Linked DNA regions of Anas platyrhynchos: regions 1 and 3 are each linked to region 2. The links are chromatin contacts, called in public Hi-C maps. All regions are on one chromosome and are shown on one strand. The core of a region is the stretch at or near the end of the contact, and the rest is flanking DNA. Distances in the headings are between cores, read along the strand shown.

Region 1 (3,990 bases), core at 282-2,781, 320 kb after region 2:
AGCACATTGATTCAGCGTTCCGTACAACAGCTAATGGGTCCTGATTTGTACATAAGGTACACAGTCAGTGGATTGAAACAAGCACAATTATTGGGTCATGGTGTTCTCTTTCCATGCTTCTTCATCTGCCTGAATAACCGCAAACAAATTCCACGTGCTTGTTTCGCCAGCACCCTGTAGCTCTACCCTGTGGCAATTTGTGAGCAAGGTCTGCACAGGAGCAGGTATAATGGATCAACAAAAATCACTGGACAAAACAAAGCTTTTAAGATTCCTTTTTTTTCTCTGTGCCGTGGGAGATCTTTTACACTGATGGAAAATAGATGTAATGGACTACCTCAGGACAACAGCATTTCTCACTGGTGTGTGGAAGTGCTCCTGAAGCAAGCTGACCCCTTTTCTGCCAGGGCTGGAAGTTTTGCAAGCCTAATTATGTCAGCTAGGAGTGTGAACAAACAAAGACATCATCCCTGCGAGAGAGAGAGCTATGCCAACAAAAAGCCCTGGTGTGGATGCAGTGCTACAAAAGGAGGGATATTTTTTCTTTCCAGGATAGCTGACTTTGTTTGGGTAGCTCTGATAAACTACACCAGCAAAAGAAACCTCTTGGCTCGAATAACCGTGTTTCCAGCGTAGGTTGCCAGTCCAGTGATATCTGTGTGTCAGCACATTCCTCCTGCTGCAGAGGAGAGTGCCAGCGCTGGATTCTGTGAAGACTTCACCTGGGACAGAGGAAGGCTAAAAGAAGGATCAGACTCCTTGATATCTAGAAGGACACTGAGACGGTACACTGAGGGGGGAAAGCTCTGGCTGTGCTGACCGGAGGCCAGGACGTCAGACAGCACATTCCTGCCTGACACGCGCCCTCTCGGCTGCAAAGCGAGATACTTGTCAGAGACAATCCCCAGCCAGAGGTTGCTCTGCGATAACACACAGCCACTTCTGGGCTCCTGGTGTGACCCACTGCCTTCATCCGTGGCAAGCTTCTGCTTCGTGTGGGGTTTATGGTCAGACCCTGTGGGTTTTGGTGCTGCCTGTTGTGGCCACAGTGAGATGGCTGCCTGAGGGTGTAGCTACTCCACACTTGGGGCTGTGAACGCAGAAATTGTTTCTTTTCACCTAGCAGCAAAACAGGGCCTCTCTGTTTTTTTATGTAGGCCGTAGATGCCCAAGGACATACTCAGCCATACTCTGCAGCCTTGGGTAAGGAACCTGTAAGTATCCTTGGGCAGGACTGTCTGAGACCCTCCCCATCCTTCCTCCTCTGCCACCACTCTCCTCCGCAGCACAGCAGGCAATTTCAGTGCTCCGTTTACCAGGGCTTCAAGGCTGTGGCCAGGGCCCCTTCCTTTGCATCCTCTGGAGCAGCAAGTCCCACCTTTTCCTTCTTGCAGAGCTGCACTGGCTCTTTGCCCTCACTAATCCAGGGGGGGTAGTTTGTTGGGCTTTTCTTCCTTAATCAGTTCACAGAAATGAGCTGGCACGACGCTTTGTGTTTCTGCAGAGCACATTCCACAAGCAAGGTGTAAAAGTAATTAAGGCGCCGGGCTTCGGCTTTCTGACACCGCAATCAGCGGGGCGTCCCCAGGCAGCCACCCTCACAATGAAGGCCCAGCGAGCGCAGGGAGGCGAGGGGGGAGCCAAAAATCATCAGCTTTCAGAAAGTCACATCATTTCTCAGTCCGGCTCTCTGGGGGCCAAGAGATAAACAGCTTTGCCCCAAGGAATTTCCTTCCTCCGAAGGTGGGAACTGGCCAGAGCGGCCACGGCCTCCCATCCTCCGATGACATCAGCTTCCTCGGGTGTGGGGCGAGGGGACTTCAAAGGAGGAGTTAGGGGAAAAAAAGGCCTTGTGAGAGCCGGGCAGGCCTGCGTGCTGGCCCCGAGGCCCCGCGGTGGAGTCCCGTCACAGCGGTTCACCCCAGCACACCCCGAAGAGACAATAAAAGAGGACAGGAAAGCACAGCAGAGGCAGACACGCCAACGCGTCTGCAGGGCTGTGACCTGCGTGGTGCTTCCAGCACTGCTCCTCCTGCCCAGACAAATGGTCCTGGCACAGCCCCGTCCCCGTCACTGTCTGAGCAAACCCATGGGCTGACCTTGGCCAGAAGGGCACCCATTTCCTTGGGTCCTACCCCCAGGCTGAGCTCACCACAGACTTTCAGATGCCAAATACAAGCAAAGCTTCAACACAGTCTGTCTAATGCTGCTACACGCACCCCATAGCCACTCCTACTTGTAAACCTTGAAGAACTGAAATATCTCTTCAGACCCCAGCCCTCTCTTAAATTCGGTTGAGATTTGGCCAAGAAGTTCCTGGGGGAAGAGGAAAGAAAAGGGCCTGGCAGGCGGACACAGGGACACCGTGTTCACATGAGATTCATTTCCTTAGGAAACCAGGCTAAAAATAATAGTCAGAAATGTTGGGTAATTGCCTTCAACTCAACATCTCTCTCTAGACAGGAAGAAAGGAAGGAATTAGCACACTGTATGTTATATTTCAAGATTTGTCTACATTATTTCAAGCATAGGAATTAGAAATGAAATTAAGAAGATATATTAGATCGCCTTGCCCCTCCCTAGAGAAACAAACCTACAGCTGTTTCCCTTAGCATATTTTTTAGTGATGTGTGCAGTCCAGTTTCAAATGAACCAAATGATGGAGCTTCCATCAGTTTTCAGCAGGAACCATTCCCTTGCTTACATATCTTTCCTGTACTTTCTTTTTTTTAAAATAAAAAAATAAATAAATCTATTTCAACGTTTTTTATCCATTGGCCATGTTTCATCTCAGTATTTCTAGCACACCTCTTAATTATTTTATGAACTCACTAGAGTAGAAAGGTAAATACAAGTGTCTATGCACACCACCTGCATACTTCAAATAGTATCGCAGGGTTCATTTCACTCTTTTGGCTGACTGAGAGGCTTTTTTATTCAAGATGGTTTAATATTTTTAACTGTGTTTTTCCTGAAAAAAAAAAAAAAAAAGACTTTGATTAATAAATTCCAGGACTTTTTTTTTTTTTCAGTCTGAGTTTTTTGGACTTCCCACCTCAGTCACATTTCAGCTTGAGTTTTAAGGGCCCAACCCACTCAAAAAATCCTCTAGATGGTTTTCTCACTCCCCTTGACTGTTCTACGTTTGCTTTCTGTTGCGTAATTAAGAGCTATTGAAGAGGAAGGTTTACCTGAATATGACATTATTCCAAGAAAATAGCTCTCCTTTCTTAAGCACATAGCTCGTTTCCTTGTACAGTCAACTGTGTCTTTTCAGCAGAGTGGGCCCTACAGATCTGGAAACATTTATTGCATGCTGTGCACATGAGCTGGTGACGGAGAGGGTTGCACCCTACGTGCATGACATCCGTGCTTTCGGGAAATATGAGGGCCAACTCTAATTCCCAGGGAGCAATTCTGCCCCAATTCTGCTTATTTTAAGGCAGAGAAGAAGCCACTTTGCTCCTTAAAACAGCCTCCTCCAAAGCAAACTATTTCTCCCTAGCAGTGTCCATTGCTGGTGCAGTTGGAACAGAGCCAGCGCTGGTCTGACAGCAACATCTGCAGCAGGCAAAGCTGGGTGGGCTGGGAAATGCCAAAGACCCCAAAGGAGTTCGGACCAACCTAGGATAGGACCAACCAATTAGGATGTGGCCTAAGTCATCAGTTAAATTAACACCTTCTGTCCAAGCTGTGTGCTTGGAGCAGGTCTGAATTTGACAGCAACAGTTCCAACCACTGTCCCAACCTAATACTGAGGGGTACCAAGGATGAATTAGACCTGTCATGTACACCTGAAATACATTTCTTTTTGCCACTGTGCAGCTGTATGACATGAAAAAATGTTGTAGGGTATAATCAGCTTCAGCTTCTCCACCCTAAGCACAAATGCACAGAGGCTTTGACCAAAACCCTCATCTTTAACATGCCTGTTCCACATTCAGAAGCAGAAGACGTGAAGATGTGCTAGTAGACACAGTTTTCTTGGCC
Region 2 (4,021 bases), core at 1,486-3,985:
ATTAAATAATGGGCGAGCGGAATAAAATACACCAGTGAGCCTTGGAGCAGGAACTGCCTCCCTTCCCTTCTCTCTCCCCCAAAAATACCCTGGGCACCAGGTGGAAACTGCAGCTGTCCGTAGGGTGCTCTGCCCCCAGACCAGATCCTACTGCGCCCCTCGGCCATGTTCTCCTATAGAAGAAAAAGTAAAAATGGGAACTTTTAAACTTTTTTTTCTTTCTTTTAGACAGAAGTGAGACCCTTTGACCTGAATCATGATGACTGGCGACACTGAATGTGGAAGAGGTGCTTTCAGTTTTAAGTTATTGTTGTGGAACAAGCAGATTTCCATAGGGGGGTTGGAGCCACGTCCTGCAGATACAAAGACACAAGGGGTACAAGCATCCCATTGCTGCTGCTCCTGCTACAACAGTGGTTTTAAAGGAGCTTATTCTCATAAAATGACCAGACTGGATGAATAAAACACGATTTCTGTTTTAATATTGTTGGGTTCTGAAATACTACAGTTAAGGTGCAGATCTGGGCAAGAAGAAATTTTACTGCAAATGCTTTATCTTCTGATAAATTATCCTCGTGCTGTGTTCTTCATTCATTGGGGCCTGGTTCAGCTCACAATGGAAGATGGTGAAAATCATGGGAGATCTCCAAAAAAGTGGGGTAAAACTCACTGGTAACATAAACGCAGTTGGTTTGTTTAATCTATATCAAGAAAAAGTACAGCCCATGGCAGGAATTTAGAGTAGGACTGAGAAGAAAAGTGGAGCCCTAAAAGGGTAGCTGGTGCGTGGTGCATTCAATAATTGCATTTATGAATGAACAATTAATTATTACCAACGAATCTCTTGCATATTATTGACCAAGGCACAGAAGCTGCCTTTTGGCACCAATGGCTTGCTCAGTTCACGCTTGACAATGGGGGATTGTAGTGGCTGTTCCCTTAAGAAATTGTCCAAGATTGGGACTTATTTGTGCACCATTGCTTGCATCAATTAACAGCACAATCTTTTTGTTATGAAAATGCAAACATTAGTGGCCTGAGGGGCCTTGTAAATGCAAATATAAAACTTTAATTTCAGTATCCCTCACTTTCCCTTTAAGCAAAAAAAGGCCTTTTTTTTTTTTTTTTTACTCATTTGTTGTTACAATGACAGGTCTTTTTTATTTTATTTTGTTTTATTTTCTCACTTTAAACACAAAATTGAATTGAACCCAGGGAATTTCCATGGGGATCACTGTCAATCAGCAGGTTTGGATGCATGCTTGGGGCGGCTGGAGCCGGCTGCCGAAAGCCACAGGCTCCTTGGGGCAGGTTGGTGCCAGCCCTCGGGGAGGGAGCTGGGCTGGGCAGCAGGGCTGGCCCCGGGTGGGTGACAATTCCCATGTGAGGATTCTTTCCACTCGCTCCAGGCAGCTGGGGAGCCTAAATTTGGCACTTACGGTCAGGGGAAGGAGAGAGAGACCTTGAGACGTGTCCTGGAGTCACAAGGTGGCCCCAGCTGGATGACCGTCACCACTGGGAATGGTTTTGGGTCAAAAACTGATGGTTTTGCCCTCCTCACCACGAGATGTGAGGCAAAAGAGAGGTGTCTCCTTCAAAGCAAGGTGGGAGACAGCACCCGAGTCCATGCTGTTGAGGCGCGATGAAAGAATTGGCGAAAAACCCAAGGTCTGTTTTCCCTTTTCTTTTTACACCGCACATATACAAGTAAAATATTAAAACAGCCACTTCGCTTTCTTCCTCCCAGGCTGGCCCAAATGTGCCCAGGTATGTGTCTAAACAGATTCCTGGAAAACCTGCCCCCGCCGAGGCGCGGGCTCTTGCCTTGGCTGCAGTCTGCAGCTCCGCTGGCGGTGGTTCTCCAGCGCGGACGGGAGCCCGAGGTCAGCTACAAGGCAAAAGCAGAAAAAATAGCGGTCAGATGCTGTCCCGAGCAGCATCCTTTGGTACCCACAGGCTCTGCCCGCTCCCCCAGCCTCCCTGCTCGGAGCTGTTAAAATTGCCATCCGGGATTCCTGGCGAACGCTTCATTTGCATCCCTGGCAATTCCTAATTAGACCAAAGGGACAATTAGCCAAGGTAACAATCCCCTACCTAACTCCTAACGCTCTTGTTACCTTTATTTCACAAAGCTGGTGCTGCTGCCACAGGAGAATGAGGATGCTAGGCTTCGGTGGCCACTGGCACCCAGCCTTCCCTTGACCCATCCTACAGCCCCGCATGGGCACGGCAGGACCCGGCCCCGCATGGTGGCCCTATTGGGGTCTGTTGGGTGTTAGGGTCTGTGGGCACTGCACACACTGGAAAAGGGCCTGTCCCAGCACAGGGAGCAGAGCTTAGAGGCAGGGGGGGAAAAACAGGGGGAGAAAAAAAAAAAAAAAAGTTTTAAGCTATTTGTCACCAGTCTTCTCCCCTTCACACCACAAGCACCTTTTAAGAGTCCTCCCTTGGAAAGGCTGGTTGTTTTTCTTCCCCCCCTCCCTCCCTCCGCCGTTGCACTCCTCTGCTTTGTGAACGCTAGAGGCTCTCTGCGAAAAAACTTTAGTTCCTGACTCTTTTTCTTTTCTTTTTTTTTTTTTTCCAACTTCCCTCAGGGAAAAATGTGGAGTTAATTAGCTATGTAAAATGTCAGATGCAGGAAAGGGGCTGTGCTTACTTGGATATCCCATCCGAGGCGAAGTGACTGATATTTTTTTTTTTTTTCCCCCTTCGTTTTTTTTTTTTTTTTTTTTCTAAGGGGTGGAAAGGAGCTCGCGAAATAAAAGTGCAGCAACGAGCCGGTGGCTCCCAGAGCGGCCGGGGCGGGCGCGTCGGGAGCCCCCAAGGCAGCGCAGCGCGGAGCCCACCTGCCCCCGGGAGCTGCTCGCCCCTCGCTCCGCACCTCTCCCCCGGCACCCAGCCGCCCTGCTAGGCGCACGCCGAGGCTTTTCTCCTTCCCTTCGACTTCTCCTCCAGGACTTTTCCACCGCCGCTGGGACAGCCGCAAACTTTTTCTTTTTCATTTTTTTTTTTTTTTCTTCTTTCCCCCCCTTCCCTCCCACCTTCGCTGGTGGTTTTGTGCTTTTTTCTTTTTTTTTGCTGTTGTTGTTGTTTTGCTCTTTTTTTAATTTTTTAAACTTTGTTGTTGCTATTATTTATTTATTTCGGGGGAAGACCCGCCTGCGTTTCAACCTCCCGTGGCCCCAGCGGAGCGGCCGGGAGCGGCTCCGGCAGCACCTCCCCGGCGCACCGCGTGCGAGCCCGGCCCGGCACGGCTCGGCACGGCTCGGCTCGGCCCGGCACGGCACGGCTCGGGCTTTCGCCCCCGATAATGCAGAGCTACAAGTACGACAAGGCGATCGCGCCGGAGAGCAAGAACGGGGGCAGCCCGGCGCTGAACAACAACCCGGCCAAAGGCAGCAGCAAGAAAGCCCTGCTCATCTGCCTCGACTTCCTCTGCCTCGTCATGGGTGAGCACTGCGCCCCAGCCTTCCTCTCCCCTCTCTCCTCCTCATCCTCTCCCCGGGTCCCGCTGGGGAGGGAGGCTCGGGGCTGAGCCGAGCCGAGCCGGGCCGGGGCCGCGCCGCTTCCCGAACAAAAGCGGGGCCCTACGGAAGGGGGGGGGGGGGGTGAGAGAGAGAGAGACACAAGCTTGGGAAGTGTGCACAACCCCCCGAGCCAGCTCTTTTTGCAATTTATTTAACTTTGTTAAACCCCAAAGTTGTTTAACTCTGCGGCCCCGCGCTGCCGTGCGCTCCCCCGGCGCTGGGGGTGCCCCCGGCAGGGTCCCCGCTGCTCCCCGGGGGCTGCGGGCTCCAGGTGGAGGCAGTGCTGGGGGGGCTCCGGGGACAGGGAGCAAAGCTTTGACTCTGCTCTGTGCCGGGGGGGTGGTGGTGCTGCCTCCCTCTCTCCATCTCCCTCGGTTGTTTAAAAAGCTGCTTTGAAGCTCGCCCGGGCATCTCCCAGTGCCTGGAGGAGCCCCAGCCTCAGCCCCGCTGGGCTTTTTGGAAGTGGTGGGGCAGGCACAGAAACTGTCAGCGCT
Region 3 (3,730 bases), core at 810-3,309, 420 kb after region 2:
GTTAAACACAAATTAACCAAGTCTTGCTACTGTAACATCTCCACAGAAATCATTGCAATGTTCCATCAATCCCTAGTTTCAGGCTGCCTGGAAACCCCAGAGTCAACCCAAAAATTGTGTCTGATGTCACAGCATTGAATTTACTGAAAGTCACTTACCAAAGAAGTAGTTTCTGTTCCAGAATGTCTCTGTTGTAAAACAGGGGTTATTCATGTCCAGAGGCACTTCAGGATACATGAATGATGAATTTTGTAGAAAGTCACTACCTTCTGTAAAGTAACAGTCACAGTAAACATGTCTTAAGAAACTGGCAACTAACAGCTGTAAACTCCAAGTTATCCAAAAGCAGATCTTGAGGGTTTTGCTCCCTCCTTCAACTTCTTTTCTTCCCTTGTCTCCTTGCACCTTGTGATGTCCCATAGGAAAGACTCACTCTACATTTCTCGTTCTCAGTTAGAAAAGTTTGCTGTGCTTCTCCCTGAAACTTTTCTTCAAATAACAATGCTTGAACAACATTTTCAGCTGGGATTTTCAGGCTGAATAACTTTTAGAAAAAGATGCACCCATTCTTTCAATAAGCTGGAATATACAGTCTTGTCCTTTACACAGTTTCAAGAGAAATGCTGTCAGAGAACTCTGTGAAAAGCTTAGGATCAGTATACCTCACTGCCAACGTTACATTCAGCTGCTGTGTCCAAGTGCTACCATCACGTATTGGTAAATTCAAATTCCCTTCAAACTTCTCTCAGGACAGTGGTGCATCGGTAACTTAACTGTAAAGCAGTCTCTTCTGTGCTCAGTCATCTGGGATTACAGTCAGTTCCTCCATTACTTTTGGTATGTTTTCATTAATTAGCTCAGGGCAAATTTACAGGACTCCTTCCTTGAAATAAATCTGAAATCAATAATGACATCTAATATAAGATACCACTTTTTCCTACAGACTTGTCTTCCACTAGTAAAGGAAAATGATGCCAACTGACTTCATCAGCCTGTGAGGATTAAATCATTACTTATGTTTCAAAAATGAGAAAGTGTAATTTAAACGTTGAGTACATGAGTAAGCAGTGAGTCAATATTCAGCATATTAACTGATTGCACTCGAAATGATAGATTTTTTTTCTTGATCCTGGCAAAACTGAGCCATACGAGTTCCTTTTATAGCTGGAGATCTGCGTGACTGAAGAACCCTCCTTCGATCCAGACGCTGAGGTTGAGTCGGGCACGATACCTACGTTCCACTGAATGTCACCTACAGAAAACAAATAAATACATGAAACTCAGGATATGAAAGAGTTGTGATTACCTTTTGGGTCAGCACACAAAGATAATGGGAGCACTGGTGGCACACTGCTATCTAAAAATTATTCAAAAACCTTACCAGTCAAACAGGCAGATCTGTCAGTCAGTTTCTTTCCACAGACACCATCAGGAGCAGGGATGGACACAGAGCTCTGAAAGTTCAGGGATTGTTGGTGTTCCCTAGAAAGATTCCCTTATGCTGGATTTAATCCGTGCCTCAGATTTCAGGCAACTATTTGTAGTTTCCTCACCCCGGTGCTCTTAGTGATGCCAGCCACTGCTAACACACGATCCCAGCACCAATCTTCACAAATCTTTTATCAGCTGCCTCCTTTCCTGCGGCAGTTAAAGTGTTTGATAAAACGGAGGGGCAGATACTGAGTGGATAGCTTAAGGGGTGCAGATCTCACTTCCATACGGCGCCAGAGTTTGGACAAGTACTTTTTAAGAACCACACACAAATGCAATTCATTGGGCTGGAGCACTTTTATTATTATCTTTGCACTTCTTTACGGGGTTTACTCCCCACCGGACCCATCACACACCATGAGAGCCGCGAGCAGGCCCCGACCCCCCCCCTTCCCGCCGCTGCCGTCTCCATGGCAACACCGCCCCCGTCACGTGCCCAGTCTCCGTGACAACGCCCCGCACGCTCCATTCATCCCCGCCGGCCTCGCTTCCCCCGTCACGTGATACGTCCCCCCCTCTCCCCCCCCCCTCCCTTCCCCTCTTTCCGGGCCGCGCAGGGGCGGGGCGGGCGGGGCGGGCAGGGCGGGGGGAGAGGCGCTGCCGGCAAGATGGCGGCGCGCGCGGCGGGCAGCGCCTGAGGCCGGAGCCCGGAGCCCGGCGACCGCCGCCGCCGCCGGGGCTCCCCCCCCTCCACTTTACCGCGGGCCATGGAGAGCGAGGAGGAGCAGCACATGACCACGCTGCTCTGCATGGGCTTCTCGGACGCCTCCGCCATCCGCAAGGCGCTGCGCCTGGCCAAGAACGACATCAACGAGGCGGTGGCGCTGCTCACCAACGAGCGGCCCGGCCTCCACTACGGCGGCTACGAGCCCATGGACAGCGGGCACGGCCCGGCCGGCGGCCACGGCTCCCCCGCCGGGGGGCAAGGGCACCGAGACGGGGACGGGGGCGGCGGTGGAGGCGGCGGTGGTGGCGGAGGGGGCGGCGGAGGAGGAGGGGGCTTCGACCCCCCGCCCGCCTACCACGAAGTGGTGGACGCTGAGGTGAGCCCCGAGGGAGGGCGAGGGGCTGAGGGGGGCGGTGGGGGAGCCCCCCCGGAGCCCCTCGGGGTGCCCCGGCCTCTGTGTGTGTTTCCCTTACCTGCTGTTGCATTATTTTCCTTGGCATTCAAGGAATGCGTCGCTGCCCCACAACCCCCCCCCCCCCCCCAGCCCCGTGCCTTCTTGCATAACCCCATAATTGACTGCACTCCATTTATATATATATATATATTTTAAACACTATTTACTCGATGCCAAGTGCAAATCCTGGGTGTTTTGTTGTTTGGTTTTTTTTTTTGGATAGGCCACGAGTTCGCCCGTGGAAACACGGCGAGTGCAAGTGTTTTTAAAACAAAGGCTGCACCTCGTTAATTATAGCTGTGTTTTAAAAAGACGCCTGAAGCAGGAGGGCTGGCGAATGTCAGCCTCGCGCGCTCCTTCCCCTTCCTCCCTCTTCTGCTTTTTTCCCTCCTCTTCCACGCTTTTCCAGAACTCAGCTCCTCGGCCAGCAAATGCGCTGCTGGCTCTTGCTCTGCTGCCTGGAGTGCGCTTGCAGCACTCACCTGTAAAGCTTTCTCCTCCTCCAGGTCTGTTCTTCTTCCCCAAAATTGCCCAGGTGCCTATGGAAAGAGCTAAGCCTGACTCAGGAGCCCAAGGGGTGAGAGCAGAACGGAGCAGCCCCGCTGTGTGGTCCCGGTACCCAAGGGCCACCTTGCATGGTCTGTCTCAGTGGCCAACAGCAGGTGCCTAAGCACATGAATAACAACATGCTCATGCACCTCAAACAGTGTCCTGGGGATATCCTGAGCCAGAAGGGATATCTTTCTGCGTGTGTATTTACCTATTAAAACATATATGAAGAATATGTGCACATACCTACGTGCACGTAGTTACACTCGCACGGATCGGCCATATCCAGTCTTGGTGTGTTACCTGAAGTCCCCTCTTGCAGAACAGCGATCCTGTTTGCTGAATTAACTGGTTTAGATCCTTCCCTGGTGTATGATGGTGATGTACGTGTGTGGAGTAAGCTGATTTGTGGGGCTGCACGTGTGCTGTGCAGAAGAGGAGTTGCTTGAAATTCCCTGACTGAAGCAACAGGGAACGAGTTTCGTGCCTTCGCTTTGGAGGGTTGTGAGAGAGTTCTGCTGGTGGTGTTCAGAGCTTGTTAGCCGTGAAGAGGGTGGATTTCCGTGTCA

What was found. Hi-C and Micro-C count contacts between places; a contact is called where the count stands out from the background.
Region 1: a Hi-C map of subcutaneous adipose tissue shows a contact between it and region 2, with 2.7 times the contacts expected there. The contact joins the enhancer-like site here to the promoter of PLPP3 in region 2. A contact is called at or near these places in 3 of 8 Hi-C or Micro-C datasets (F5 follicle, skeletal muscle and subcutaneous adipose tissue).
Region 3: a contact with region 2 is called in a Hi-C map of skeletal muscle, with 3 times the contacts expected there. The contact joins the promoter of USP24 here to the promoter of PLPP3 in region 2. A contact is called at or near these places in 7 of 8 Hi-C or Micro-C datasets (F1 follicle, F5 follicle, liver and 3 more).

What each region holds. Positions count from the first base shown.
Region 1 is chr8:34,662,207-34,666,196 of IASCAAS_PekinDuck_T2T, reverse strand. The region is part of intron 3 of LOC106017510 (a long non-coding RNA gene); the gene reads right to left. Among named protein-coding and RNA genes, the nearest start is that of USP24, 100 kb to the right of the region's middle. Within about 2 kb of position 1,531, at least 4 of the 8 cell types and tissues checked have an H3K27ac peak or open chromatin away from gene starts, as enhancers often do. A contact at or near this core is called in F5 follicle and subcutaneous adipose tissue, where this site is marked.
Region 2 is chr8:34,979,641-34,983,661 of IASCAAS_PekinDuck_T2T, reverse strand. It overlaps PLPP3 (phospholipid phosphatase 3), which reads left to right and starts at 2,735. Exons shown (of 6, transcript XM_021273272.4): 1 at 2,735-3,449. The coding sequence starts at 3,311. It overlaps LOC140003140 (a long non-coding RNA gene), which reads left to right. Exons shown (of 2, transcript XR_011811167.1): 2 at 229-482.
Region 3 is chr8:34,560,147-34,563,876 of IASCAAS_PekinDuck_T2T, reverse strand. USP24 (ubiquitin specific peptidase 24) reads left to right here and starts at 2,059. Exons shown (of 67, transcript XM_038182855.2): 1 at 2,059-2,534. The coding sequence starts at 2,199.